Linked DNA regions of Mus musculus: region 2 is linked to region 1. Evidence: chromatin contacts called from public promoter capture Hi-C data. All regions are on one chromosome and are shown on one strand. The core of a region is the stretch at or near the end of the contact, and the rest is flanking DNA. Distances in the headings are between cores, read along the strand shown.

Region 1 (7,263 bases), core at 1,760-4,259:
CTGCCACCAACTCCCTCAGGCCTCCCGCAAAGCCTCCTCAGGCTTTGCAGTGGTCTGCAGGCTCAGGCCTTCTTACGTCTGTTCTCTCATTTGGGAATGTCTTTTGTCCTGCCACTACCTGACCAAGGTGAGGCCAGGCAAAGCCCTCTCTTTCAGTTGAGCTTTCTCTGATGTCCCAAGCTCTTAGTAACTGGTCCATCACAGCTCAGAAAGTGCTCAGAGTCTGCCACCTTCAGCCATGTTCAGCCTCTCCTGCACACTTCCACAACCTTCAAACTCTCCTAGCAATAACAAGCAAAAACCAAATTCATTTCACACTGTGATCCAATGTCCTATACTTCAATGCTGTGTTCATTTCGACAGCTCTGAAATCAGAACATAGCAATGAGACATTATGATAAGATTTATTGCTTCTTTGAGGCAGGGTCTCACTGTGTAGCACTGGCTGTCTGGAACTCACTCTGTAGACTAGACTGCTTAAACCCGAAAAGAGATCTGCTCACCTCTGCGTCCCAAGTGCTGGGAATTAAGGAGTGTACCACTACCACCTGGTGAGATTTTTAAAAAATGTACATGGGTATTCTGTCTGCACGGATGTCTGCACAGCACCATGTACCTGAGGAGGGTGTTGGATATCTTGGAACTAGAGCTATGGATGGCTGTGGGCTGCCACGTGGATGCTGGGAATTGACTCTGCTTTTTGCTACTGAGTCATCTCTCTTTTCCCAAGCCCTGGTTTTATCATTCTTAGTACTACATAGAATAATGGCCTGGTTTGTATCTGGTGGCATTTTGATTTGCTATAATGTAGGACAAAGCTGCAAGCTTCCCTGTTGCCCTTCCTGTTTATAGGGGATGGTCTCTTATTCAGGTTGTTTTTCTGGGTAATGAAATTTGTTGGTCATGACCCACACAAATGATTGGCCTACTCATTAAATAATTGTCATATACAGCTTCAAAAACGACTTGGAGAAGCTGGGTGTGGAGCATTGGGGAGACTGAGGCAGGATGAGCGTGAACTTGAGGCCAGTTGGGGCTGCACAGACAGACGTCTTTCAAAACAACCCCCTTCCAAATAAACCAAATGTTAGGGGAAGTGGCCTCCACTCATGTTTATGCTCATACAATAGGATTAAAAATCTAGCCTAGCTGTATTACCATGAACAAAATTCAGCTGTGCATACAAACATGACCTTTTTCTTCCTAAAAATTCCTTGGCAATTTCATACACGTATATAATGAAATGTGGTCATTCGCACTCCCTGCTGCTGTCTCTCATTTTTTGCTTGATTGCTTGCCTGCTTTGGAACCCCAAGGGCTGACCTCACCTCAAGATTCTCCTGTCTCAGCCTGCAGAATGCTGGGATGACAAGCGTTCACTACCACACTTGGTTTATACGCATGACCGACTTCAAGAAATTCTCATCCAGGAAGATGAATTTGCAAATACCTTATCGCGCTTTCAGGCAGGGACTTCCTCAAAGCCTATTTTTGGAAAGAACACATAAGTGACTAAACTCATCAGGGTAAACTCGCCTTCCACCCCCCCTCCCCCCACCCCCCGCCCCCAGCAAGATTCTGGGCTTATCCAACATTAAATTCTCCTAGACTTCTTTCAAAACTCTTCCCTTTCCCATCCTAAACTGTCACACCACTCAGTCCCAGTCAAGACCCCTTGATGAAAGGCCTATCATAAACCAAATCTCCAAAATTTTGTACCTAGCTCACCCTGACCTCTCTTTTAAGATTCCACAAACACTTAACATCGTGGACTCCTTTGACTCCTATAAAGCAATATGGCTGGCTTTAATGGAAGTCAGCAGAGATGCATTATAAACTTTCTGAGAGAAAGCATACGGCTTGCTATTTATGCTCACCACCACCACCACCCCGGGGGGTCCAGCCATTAGAGGAAGATGGAGGTCCCAGAGTCCATCAGGAGGAACTAGAGGGAGGACAGAGTGGGTCGGTGGAGCAGAACTTCACAGTGCCGGCTGCACTCAACAGCTGTAAATCTCGCTTTCTGTAGGCATTACTGCTCTTCTCCTGGTATTCAGATGGTATTGCTTTAAATATAATAGAGCTGGGCTCAGCTGCCTAAGCCTATAATCCAAGCTCTGGGGAAGCTAAGGCAGGGAGATTAGGTGTGCTAGGGCAGGCTGAGTTATAGAGAGATGCTGTCTCACAAAGCATATATTTTAATGTATCTCTGTATTAGGAAACATTGAAGCTCCTCTCAAGCTCTTAACTTCAAGTGACTGTGTCATCTCTGAAAGGGGTTTGCTGCTTACAGTGGATCATGGACTGCAGTGGCCATATTTTCTTTAGGATGGTCAATTACCACTGATAGAAAGGGCTAACCGAACCTCTCATTTTTCTTTTTTGTGAGGCGGGGTCTCAGTAGTCTGGGCTGGCTTTGAACTCACTATGCAGCCAAGGATTAACTGTATCTTCTAATCCTTCTGGTCTCCAAGACAGGGATCACAGGGGTACAACAACAAGCTCTCCCAGCCTTTTGAGACAGGGTCTATTATATAGCATAGGCTGTCCTGGCACTACATAGACTAGTTAACTCATGTGCCACTACTCCCAGGCAAACCCTGTGCTTTTTATATCTAAGTTCCTAAATACTTAAATTTCATCTAAGCACTGGAAGGGCAGCTATCTACCTTTCTCAGCACGCCTATGTCAAACTCTGGCTGGTCTCAGCGATCTCAACAAGCCAGCCACCCTGCTGACTGAGCTTTTGCTCAGTTTTCCCAGGACCCCTCACTCATTCACCTCCCTGGTTACCGCGGATGCTTCTAGAAGCAGCCAACGGACCCCGGGGACCGATCCCAGGGGCCTTCCCAACACCACCCTGAGCTTATCTGCTCAACAATCTGGCCTAGCATATTCGCCTTCGCCCACTTCCTCCCGACAGCACGGGACCCAGCAGCCGTTCAGACGCTCGCCCTGTCGGGTCACTTGGTACGACACTCTGGGCGGTGGTTCAGCTGAGGCCGGGGTGTACCCGCCAGCAGGCCGCGTGCAGCTCCGACCGCCCCCGCGGCGCGCGCAGTCACGGGCGTTGGAAATTCCGGCGCGTGCGGCTCCCCGGCTGGCGGGGGCGGGGCCGCCGTGGAGTGAGCCTGTGACGTGAGGGGGCGTGCCTCTGCGAGGCCCCGCCTTCTCTCCGCGCCCTCTCTGGCGGGTCGGGGTTACATGGCGGCGACTGCGGCAAAGCGAGAGCCTCGGAAACGCCGCTGCCGCCAGCACAGCCGGAGACCTGAGCCGACCTTGAGGGCTGTCCGCGGGCCCTGCACTCTGTCGATGAGTCGGAGAAGTCCCGTGAGTGTGTATGTGTGTGTGGCCGGGTGCGGGCCGGCGCGGGAGGGAGCGGCAGAGGGCCCGGCGGCGGCGCCGGCTCCCGCGTCCATTGTGTGTGACCCTCCGGGCGGCCGCCGCTCAACAAAGACGCTTTTGTTCCGTGTGCCCGCTCAGCCCGGGCGGCGCGGCCGGCTGCGAGGGCCAGGTCCCCGCGTGGGGCTGGCGGCGCGGCCGGCGCGCCCCTCCCACCCGGCACGCCCCTCGCCGGGCAGCCGGCCGCAGGCATAGCTGGCGGGCCCCCGCCGCCTGCACCGGGCTGCGCTTCGCGGGTTCGAGTCCCCGCCGCCCGCGCCCGGTTCCGCGGGTTCGAGTCCCCGCCAACGCGCAGGCGAGGGCGGTGGTCCAGGAGCGCTTGAGGCGGTGGAGGCTTGCCTTCCTGGCTCGCTGCCTCCCTCAAGCTCTCCTGTCTCCTCCCCTCCCCAGCCTGCCCGGGTGACTCGGCCTCAGCTGACTCCGGCCGGGCAAAGTCTCCGGCACGTTGCGTAGCGCTCTGCTCCTGCCCCTAAGTCCGCCCAAGTTTGTGCCTGGCGGTCCACGAGGTGCCGGGGACCGGCCTGAGACAGGGCTCCTGACACCTTTCCGGACGTTAAGGTGTGATCCGGAAAAACACCCTGATGAAAACGTACGTTACCGGTTACAGGCCTCCTCACTTGGAGCTTGTTATGATCGGACTTGGGAGTTGTGAGGAGTGGAGGGCTTTCGGCCGCCTTTTGTTCCTGCCTGGCTTTGGCTCTCCGGCTCAGGTGCCTTGGGGAAGCTGCGTGCAGCAAGCTCCTTTAGATCGCTTTCGTGTTTTACCTTTCTTTGACTTGAAAGTAGGAAAGATGGAGCGCAGGGACTTGGTAAAGGGGAGTTAGGTCTCTTTACAGTATCTAAACAGTTCGTGTTCGTTGCTAAGAGTCCGGAGGCAGTATTAACTTTTTATGGATACAGATAGATGATTGTCAGAGGGGGAAATAAAAACGTTCTCAGGCCATCAAACGAAGAGCAGCTAGCTTCAGAATAAATTGTTGATTATTCTAGCGTTTTTATTTTGGTAAAATTCTGGGTTTTGACGTTCTGTCTCTTTAACGTTGGAGAACTGCGTTGGAAAGAATTTGAGAAGAATGTGGGGTCTAACCAGGGTCCAGTCCTCAAAGGGATTTTGTTGGTTGCAGAGACAGTCGCCACGTAGTCCCAGCTAGGCTTTGAGTAACGATTCTCCTGCCTCGGCTTCCTGCTGGGTTTAACACGTGTGCACCATTGTCCCCAGCTTGAGAGTTTCTAGAAATGACAGATTTTAGTGTTTGGAAATAATTTTGAATTGAGTGGAAGAAACATATCTTTAGCTTGTAGTTGTTAAAAACCTGTTTGTAAGCTGCTTTAACAAAAATATATGTTGTATTAATGTAATTACATCATAAATCTTGCTTTACTGATGTCCCAATTAATAATTGTCATCTCGGAAGCTTGTCAGATTTGAGCAGACAGTTCTATCGCTTCAGTATTACTGTTCCTGAAAAAAAAAAAAAAAAGACCCTGGGAAAATGAAACATTGTTTAAAGTCAGCTTTCTATATGAGGATATTTTGCAGTTTAGTCATTTGCAGGAGAGGATTAAAGTAGCCTGCCCACTTTTTGCGATTAAAAAAGATTCTGGGGAGGACTGGCTTGCGGAACATTTAGTTTCTCAGTAGAAAAGACAACGGTTTTAAAGACAAGTGTAAGTGCCGAGAGCGCTGCAGCATTTTATGTAAGTTCCCGGAGGATGTGAGAACTAAGAACTCACAACCTCGCAGGCCTGCTGACTCAGGGGACCCGGGGAAGGGCCTGGGGTCCAGTGGGAGGAGGCACAGAAGGAAGGCTGCAACTTTGGAGTTGGGTGATGACTCACCCTGCCCACTGCCGCCACTACTACGTGGCTTTTTTTTTTTTTTTTAAATGATAGGCTAAAGTGTTTCTGTCCATATCAGAAATCTCTTTTTCTCCGAAGGATAGTGTCAAAAAACAAAAAAACTAATGGCTTCTTAAATTGGCTCTTAAAAGGATATCCAGTACCCTGCAGGTACAATTGTGTAACATTTGTTGAGAGAAAAGATAAAGTCAATTGCTGTTTAGTTGCTGAAATTAAATGTTTGATAATAACAGGTCTTTGGCTGCTAGTAAGAGAGATTTTTTTAGGAAGTTATATATGGACAGACAGTACATTATAGTCTTGGTGGAAATTGGCTAGTTTTCATTGATCATCTATAAGGTATTGGTTTAAGTGTTGTTAGTAGGAACTGTAAAACATACTTTCTTGTGATATTTATGCATTTTCAGTATATTGAAATTATTACTATCATTTTTATCAGTATGGGGTTTTGCCTGCATGTATGTCTGTGCACCATTTGACTGGTACCTTCAGAGAGGCCTGAAGAAGACATTGGATCTCTTGGCACTGGAGTTTCAGAGGCTTGTGAGCTGCCATGTGGGTGCTAGGAATCAAACCTGGATCCTCTGGAACTGCAGCCAGCTTTTGTAACTGCTGAGCCGTCCCCGAGCCTGGTGAATTTTCTATTTTAATGAGGACAGGTTGAAACAGGCATTGTTACAAACACTGTTTCCAATCAGTTTTTAAAGAGAGAAACTGAATGGATAGTTCCAAATTTAGGATTTAAGCTGAAGCTCGGTAATAAAATAGTGAACATATTTCATGGCCTGCAATAACAGATTGGTGTAAAATAAGATTGAAGGAGGGCAGAGCTGGGGTTGTGCTCACTTTGAAAGCCACCGCTGCTCAGGCAGAGCCCACCTGAGCTGTGAGGTTGAGGCAGTCTGCTGAGTGTGGGAGACCTGCCTACAAGATTTTGAGGGGAAACAAGACATATTGAAGGTGACAATTTGTTTCCTAATGGAGGAAATATATAAAAATCCCCCCACCCATTTGTTATTTTCTCTTCACTGTTCATTTTCTGAAAGTTGTTTGGGAAGTTTCCTGGGCAGTGACTGTATCGTGGGTTTGAATTAAGTCTTTGGAGACATTTTGAAGTTGTATTGCATGCTCTACACAAGTAATTCTAACTCTGATTAATTCAGACCCACTCTCCCTTACTAAAGGAAACACAGAGACACATGTAAAAAGGCTGAGAGTTTCAAAGCATCACAGGACTTAGAAATTGAGCATGTGGGCCTTTTAAATGCAGGTAATCAGTGGTTGTTCGTATTCAGAAGTTAAAAGCAGGCAGGTTTTCCCTGAGGTGTGGATTCCTGAGGTTAGGTGGGCAGCCCTCTCTCCCCTGCTTTCAGTTCCTTGTGTGCATTGCTCCTTTGAATTGTGTGTTACTTCAGGGCTCCTGTTAAACCAGGAAGATACCTCCAAAGTCACCTCTCTGTGACATTGTTGGCACTCCTCTGCCAGCCCTGACAGGCTGTTTTAAAAGTGGACTCTACACTCTAACCTGCCTATAGTACCAGGGTCTCGGTCAGTTTTATTGCTTAGTACTCAAGAGTTTACAAATATAAAAGTGACATGACTGTACTCCATGGCTTCTTGCCAGGGAGCTGCTCATGGGCACTGATGCTATTAAGGTGACAGTGGCTCCCATGAGTCCAGTTCCCTCTTCTCTCAATTGTGGGTTTGAAAAATATAGTATGTCCTGATGAGGCGCCCCTCCCACTTTTGTTTTGTTGAGACAGCTCCCTACATAGCCCAGCCTTGCCACAAATGGATTATCTTCTTCTCATGAAATCACAGCCATGTGATATCGAGCTTGGCTGCGAGAATTTGATGTCTGCTTTTTGTCTTGTTTTGTTTTTTAAGATTGATTTCATGTATATAAGTACACTGAAGCTGTCTTCGGACACACCAGAAGAGGGCATCAGATCCCATTACGGATGGTTGTGAGCCACCATGTGGTTGCTGGGAATTTAACTC
Region 2 (7,263 bases), core at 2,947-5,446, 3.1 Mb before region 1:
TTTGTTTATTTTTATTTTATGTGTATTGGTGTTCTGCCTGTCTTGTGTCTGTGTGAGGGTGTCAGATCTCTTGGAACTGGAGTTTCAGAGGAGGAGAAGGAGGAATTGTTTCAAGTCTAAGGCAGCCCTTTTGGGAGCTGCCATGTGGGTGCTGGGAATTGAACCCGGGTCCTCTGGAGGAGGAGCCAGTGTTCTTGATGCTTTTCTTTCTCACCTAAATCGACTTTCATTTTTCTATTTTGTTTAACACTAGGGAATAAATATCATAACTGGGCTGGTGAGATGGCTCAGCAGGTAAGAGCACCCGACTGCTCTTCTGAAGGTCCTGAGTTCAGGTCCCAGCAAACACATGGTGGCTTACAACCATCCTTAAGGAGATCTGACTGGTGTGTCTGAAGACAGCTGCAGTGTACTTACATATATTAATAAAAAAAATCATAACTCTCTTTTAGGATTAGATTTTAGCCATGATTCTGGACTTAATATAAGACTTACAAACCAGAATCTGTTGCTTGCCTAGTGTTTGTGAAGTTGTTTGCCATGGTTTGGATTCCTGAATGTCGCATAAAAATAGGTGATGAGGGTGGAGGCAGGGGAATCAGAAGTTCAAGGTTATTTTTAGGTACAGAATGAGTTTGAGGCCAGCCTAAGCTACATGAGACTCTGTCTCTAAACAATCAGAAAACAGAACAAAACAGAACAAAAGAGGAGAAACGCCCCCCACCCCTACCTTGCCAGGCAGAGTCAGGAGGATTTCTGAGGCCAGCCTAGTCTACATAGTAAGTTCTGGGCTAGCCAGGGCTACACAGTAAGACCCTGACTCAGAAAACAAAACAAACAACATGTGTGTGTGGGGGGGTAAAATATAGAGTGTAAAACAAATAAATTTAAAATAAGAAAAACAAACAATATACAGCATGTAGGTCTAGAGTGATGGCTCAACAGGTAAGACCTGCTGTTCTTATAGAGGACAGGGGTTCAGTTCTCAGCATGCAGATCAGGCAGCTTACAACCATCCTAGTTCTAGAGGCCTAACACCCTGACACTCCCCCCTCCCCCGCCCCCCAGGGAGGGCACCTGGAATGCACACAGTGCATAGACACACGTGCAGGCAAAACGTCCACATATATAAAATAAAAAAATGAAAACAAATCCTCTAAACTTTCAGTCTTTAATCTTTTGATTCAAACCCTCAGGTCATAAAATAATAATTTCTTTACATTGTCAAAAATGTGCCATTCCTGCTAAAAAAAATATGCAGGGTTGCCAGGCTTGGTGGTGTAGGCCTTTAATCCCAGCACAGGGGCGGCAGAGGCCGGCAGATCCCAGTGAATTCGAGGCTGGCCTGGTCTACAAAGTGAGTTCCAGGACAGCCAGGGATGTTACATAGAGAAACTTTGTCTTGAAAACTAAAGAAGACAAAATAAAAGATGTGTACTATTCTATTACCCCAATAATATATAAGCCCAAACCATTGGAAGCATATATTGCTAAAGCAAGCATGGAAAATAATATCTCGATAATATCTCGTGTGGGACAGATACCACTACTGTATACACTAATGTATCCCACCGCTGACTGTGGGAAACAAGCTGCAAAGAGGAGTCTCTAGCCAGTGTCTCCAAGGAAATAAATGAGAGAGAGAGCAGAGAGTGGGTTCTGTTGCTGCCGATGGGTTTTCGAGTATTTCTTACAATTTCTCCTGTTACAAATAGGCAGTAGGGTATCAAGATAATTCTATCCTGTATGCATATGACTGGCTAGGGACCCCAGAAAAATTCTGTGTGGAAAAAAAGAATTTGTGAAATGAGAGAGGCTAATGTGGACATTACAGAAAAGGCTTTTGTGTGCCTAGCACGCATAGAATAGATCCTGTGTGTGATCCTTTAACAACCTCATTGACCAGAAAAAGAAAAGGCTTCTGTGGATAGCAAATGATTAGTTATATGTATATACTTGGAGGGAAACGTTGTCCTGGATTCTTTGATTACAATTACCAGTGTTAGATGAAAATGAAGCTAGAAGCCACCTGATGAGTGAGAAAATCTGCCTTTAGGAAGTTATAAGGATCTGTAAACTAAGAATTAGGAAGGCTATTACAGGGTCTTTGTTTCTCACTTAGGCAAGAAAAGAAGCCTGGGGTGGGGGTGGGAGGGCTGTGGGGAGGATGCGGGGTGGGGGGGCACACCTGAGATCCCAGTACTTGAGAAGTGGAGCTAGGAAGATTAGAAATTGAAGGCCAGCAGGGCATGGTGGTGCATACCTTTAATCCCAGCACTCGGGAGGCAGAGGCAGGCGGATTTCTGAGTTCGAGGCCAGCCTGGTCTACAAAGTGAGCTCTAGGACAGCCAGGGCTACACAGAGAAACCCTGTCTCGAAAAACCAAAAAAAAAAAAAAAAAATTGAAGGCCAGCCTCAGCAACATGAGTTTGAGGCCAGCCTGAGCTACATCAAGTTCTGTTTCAAACAAAAACAAAAGTAGGACATGAAATGGCTCTCTGGGTACAGGCGTTTGCTGCAAAGCCTGACTGAGTTAGATCCCATAGGTCCACGTAGTTGAGGGGCAAACCTGCCCCACGAAAGGTGGCCTCTGGCCTCTGGCCTCCGCACAGGGTGATGTGGCACACGCATTCACACACACTAAATAAATACCACTTTTAAAAAAAAGTTAAAAAACAACAGTTTGGGATGTGAAAAATAGTTGAAAACTAGAACTAGACAAGAAATGAGAAGCATCATGTAAATTTGCTTTGAACTGGTTCCAAATTGTTTTATATTTAAGTTTTTCCCTTGACTGTGGAACTCTTCCCCAGAAACAAATAGTTCCTTTGCAAATCCTGTGTGTTTTTGTGAACACTAGACAGAGGCCCTCAAATGCTCCTAGTAAGGTTGGTGCAAGAACATCAAATGTTTGTAACTGGGAAGTGATGTTGTACACCTGGGAGAGGAGATCCAATGATGGATAATCAGATAGGATATCTTTGAGCTAGGAACTGTAACTTGGTGATAGACACCCTAGGGTTCCATCTCCAGCACCCCATATCCCATTACAAAATAATTCTTTTTCCATCTCTAGCATTAAAAAACAAAACAAAGAAGTTCTTCTTTCCTCTGAGAAACACTTCTGTGTGCCTGCTCTGAGAGGCATTTAAAAATGGCCAGGGCTTTAATCCCAGCAGGTCCAGGTCGGATTCCTGTGAATTTGAAGTCAGCCTGGTCTACTACCTATTCCAGGGCAGCCAGGGCTAAAAAAGAGAGACCTTGTCTCAATAACAAAACAATGCTGGTATGATCGCTAGAATTGCAGCAAAGAAAGGGATGTAACTAACAAGGCAAGCCATTTTTGAGAAGCAGTGATTTCACAAGTGTTAGGGATGGGCGCTGGGAGATTGCTGATGCTGGTATTTAGATGAGACCATGTGGGGTGGATTAGATTATTTTCAGGTTTCTCATGTTCAATCAAATGGCTGTACATACACATGTACACATACAATCTTTTTAGTGTAACAAACCTAGAATCAAAGTAAAGCTAACTGTAGGATTGAAGCATATTCTGAACTGAACCCTTAGGGGTGTGAAGGCCGCTTCAGGTTTCCAGAGAATCAACCGGCATTGGATGGAATAAACCAAGGGGCCAGCCCAGGGGCAGATCGGTCGAGCTCTCCGCTACTGAGCTAAGCCCTTGGGTTCTAGAGCCGGGAAGGGTCCCCAACATTGTGTTCCTCTCCCAGCCAGGAGAGCATGGGCTGCGGGAGGCGAACAGAAGGATAGCGGGGCTGACGTCGGGAGGTGGCCTCCGTGGGAAGGGACACCCGGATCTTGACACAGCCTTGGCAGCGGAGTAAGGAAGAGTAGGGATAGATTCTGGCCGCCCTCTTGGCCAGCTTCTCGCCGCCCCACCCTCCGCTAGGGCCAAGAGTAATTCATACAAAAGGAGGGATCGCCTTCGCCTGGGGAAGTCCCAGGGACCGTCGCTAAATTCTCATAACCCATAATCCCGGTACCCGCCCCACCACAGTGCGAGGAGCATGCGCTCAGGGCTGAGCGCGGGGAGAGCAGAGCACACAAGCTCATAGACCCTGGTCGTGGGGGGAGGGGCGCACTGAGCGGGGGGGGGGGGGGTGATGGGGGGGAGGACCGGGGAGCTGGCGCGGGGCAAACTGGGAAAGCGGTGTCGTGTGCTGGCTCCGCCCTCTTCCCGAGGGTGGGGGAGAACGGTATATAAGTGCGGCAGTCGCCTTGGACGTTCTTTTTCGCAACGGGTTTGCCGTCAGAACGCAGGTGAGGGGCGGGTGTGGCTTCCGCGGGCCGCCGAGCTGGAGGTCCTGCTCCGAGCGGGCCGGGCCCCGCTGTCGTCGGCGGGGATTAGCTGCGAGCATTCCCGCTTCGAGTTGCGGGCGGCGCGGGAGGCAGAGTGCGAGGCCTAGCGGCAACCCCGTAGCCTCGCCTCGTGTCCGGCTTGAGGCCTAGCGTGGTGTCCGCGCCGCCGCCGCGTGCTACTCCGGCCGCACTCTGGTCTTTTTTTTTTTGTTGTTGTTGTTGCCCTGCTGCCTTCGATTGCCGTTCAGCAATAGGGGCTAACAAAGGGAGGGTGCGGGGCTTGCTCGCCCGGAGCCCGGAGAGGTCATGGTTGGGGAGGAATGGAGGGACAGGAGTGGCGGCTGGGGCCCGCCCGCCTTCGGAGCACATGTCCGACGCCACCTGGATGGGGCGAGGCCTGGGGTTTTTCCCGAAGCAACCAGGCTGGGGTTAGCGTGCCGAGGCCATGTGGCCCCAGCACCCGGCACGATCTGGCTTGGCGGCGCCGCGTTGCCCTGCCTCCCTAACTAGGGTGAGGCCATCCCGTCCGGCACCAGTTGCGTGCGTGGAAAGATGGCCGCTCCCGGGCCCTGTTGCAAGGAGCTCAAAATGGAGGACGCGGCAGCCCGGTGGAGCGGGCGGGTGAGTCACCCACACAAAGGAAGAGGGCCTGGTCCCTCACCGGCTGCTGCTTCCTGTGACCCCGTGGTCCTATCGGCCGCAATAGTCACCTCGGGCTTTTGAGCACGGCTAGTCGCGGCGGGGGGAGGGGATGTAATGGCGTTGGAGTTTGTTCACATTTGGTGGGTGGAGACTAGTCAGGCCAGCCTGGCGCTGGAAGTCATTTTTGGAATTTGTCCCCTTGAGTTTTGAGCGGAGCTAATTCTCGGGCTTCTTAGCGGTTCAAAGGTATCTTTTAAACCCTTTTTTAGGTGTTGTGAAAACCACCGCTAATTCAAAGCAAAAATGGGAAAGGAAAAGACTCACATCAACATCGTCGTAATCGGACACGTAGATTCCGGCAAGTCCACCACAACCGGCCACCTGATCTACAAATGTGGTGGAATCGACAAGCGAACCATCGAAAAGTTTGAGAAGGAGGCTGCTGAGGCAAGTATAAGGCAAAAGGAGGGATGGGAATTCTTTAAGCAGGGAGTAGAACCTAGGTCTTGGGTGTACTAATTAGAAGTCACTTTGCAGATGGGAAAGGGCTCCTTCAAGTACGCCTGGGTCTTAGACAAACTGAAAGCTGAGCGTGAGCGTGGTATCACTATTGACATCTCCCTGTGGAAATTCGAGACCAGCAAATACTATGTGACCATCATTGATGCCCCAGGACACAGAGACTTCATCAAAAACATGATTACAGGCACATCCCAGGTGTGTAAAATTTACCCATTCCTGACTCAGGATATTTTTTAGTGGGGTGCTTTCTCTGAGATAATGGTATATGATTGTCTTGTTTCTTACAGGCTGACTGTGCTGTCCTGATTGTTGCTGCTGGTGTTGGTGAATTTGAAGCTGGTATCTCCAAGAACGGGCAGACCCGCGAGCATGCTCTTCTGGCTTACACCCTGGGTGTGAAACAGCTGATTGTTGGTGTCAACAAAATGGATTCCACCGAGCCACCATACAGTCAGAAGAGATACGAGGAAATCGTTAAGGAAGTCAGCACCTACATTAAGAAAATTGGCTACAACCCTGACACAGTAGCATTTGTGCCAATTTCTGGTTGGAATGGTGACAACATGCTGGAGCCAAGTGCTAATGTAAGTGACTTTTAAGGTAGTTGAATGGAGAAAGCCGCAATAAGTAAGGAGGTTATAATTGACTGCCTGTGTTTTAGATGCCTTGGTTCAAGGGATGGAAAGTCACCCGCAAAGATGGCAGTGCCAGTGGCACCACGCTGCTGGAAGCTTTGGATTGTATCCTACCACCAACTCGTCCAACTGACAAGCCCCTGCGACTGCCCCTCCAGGATGTCTATAAAATTGGAGGTAAGTAGAATATTAAGTAGAATGTTGACGTGAATTTGAAGTCTTATGTTTTGTGTATTAAATACTTATACAAAACAATACTATTTTAGGCATTGGCACTGTCCCTGTGGGCCGAGTGGAGACTGGTGTTCTCAAGCCTGGCATGGTGGTTACCTTTGCTCCAGTCAATGTAACAACTGAAGTCAAGTCTGTTGAAATGCACCATGAAGCTTTGAGTGAAGCTCTTCCTGGGGACAATGTGGGCTTCAATGTAAAGAACGTGTCGGTCAAAGATGTTAGACGAGGCAATGTTGCTGGTGACAGCAAAAACGACCCACCAATGGAAGCAGCTGGCTTCACTGCTCAGGTGACACATTTTTAAGATAGGTGGCTAGATTGGTTGTGTGTGCAGAATCACAAGGCAAGACTTAAATACACGCTGTTTTTCTTAGGTGATTATCCTGAACCATCCAGGCCAAATCAGTGCTGGCTACGCTCCTGTTCTGGATTGTCACACAGCCCACATAGCATGCAAGTTTGCTGAGCTTAAAGAAAAGATCGATCGTCGTTCTGGTAAGAAGCTGGAAGATGGCCCCAAGTTCCTGAAGTCTGGCGATGCTGCCATTGTTGATATGGTCCCTGGCAAGCCCATGTGTGTTGAGAGCTTCTCTGACTACCCTCCACTTGGTAAGCCTGATCTGAGTCTGCTACACTGAACATCAAGTTTGTAATAGGAAATGTTGCTTGCATAGCAAAGATACTGATAAATGGCATTTTTCTATATAGGTCGCTTTGCTGTTCGTGACATGAGGCAGACAGTTGCTGTGGGTGTCATCAAAGCTGTGGACAAGAAGGCTGCTGGAGCTGGCAAAGTCACCAAGTCTGCCCAGAAAGCTCAGAAGGCTAAATGAATATTACCCCTAACACCTGCCACCCCAGTCTTAATCAGTGGTGGAAGAACGGTCTCAGAACTGTTTGTCTCAATTGG

Evidence for each region. Promoter capture Hi-C pulls out the DNA fragments that hold promoters and counts their contacts.
Region 2: a promoter capture Hi-C map of cranial neural crest shows a contact between it and region 1. The contact joins the promoter of Eef1a1 here to the promoter of 4933433G15Rik in region 1. A contact is called at or near these places in 1 of 39 promoter capture datasets (cranial neural crest) and 1 of 484 Hi-C or Micro-C datasets (CD4 T cells).

Annotation. Positions count from the first base shown.
Region 1 is chr9:75,405,930-75,413,192 of GRCm38.p6, reverse strand. 4933433G15Rik (RIKEN cDNA 4933433G15 gene) reads right to left here and starts at 3,009. Exons shown (of 4, transcript NR_040719.1): 1 at 2,427-3,009; 2 at 1,329-1,485. Mapk6 (mitogen-activated protein kinase 6) reads left to right here and starts at 3,177. Exons shown (of 6, transcript NM_015806.5): 1 at 3,177-3,330.
Region 2 is chr9:78,478,657-78,485,919 of GRCm38.p6, reverse strand. It overlaps Eef1a1 (eukaryotic translation elongation factor 1 alpha 1), which reads left to right and starts at 4,196. Exons shown (of 8, transcript NM_010106.2): 1 at 4,196-4,281; 2 at 5,232-5,409; 3 at 5,500-5,679; 4 at 5,772-6,068; 5 at 6,146-6,296; 6 at 6,386-6,642; 7 at 6,728-6,962; 8 at 7,062-7,263. The coding sequence starts at 5,266. The coding sequence ends at 7,186.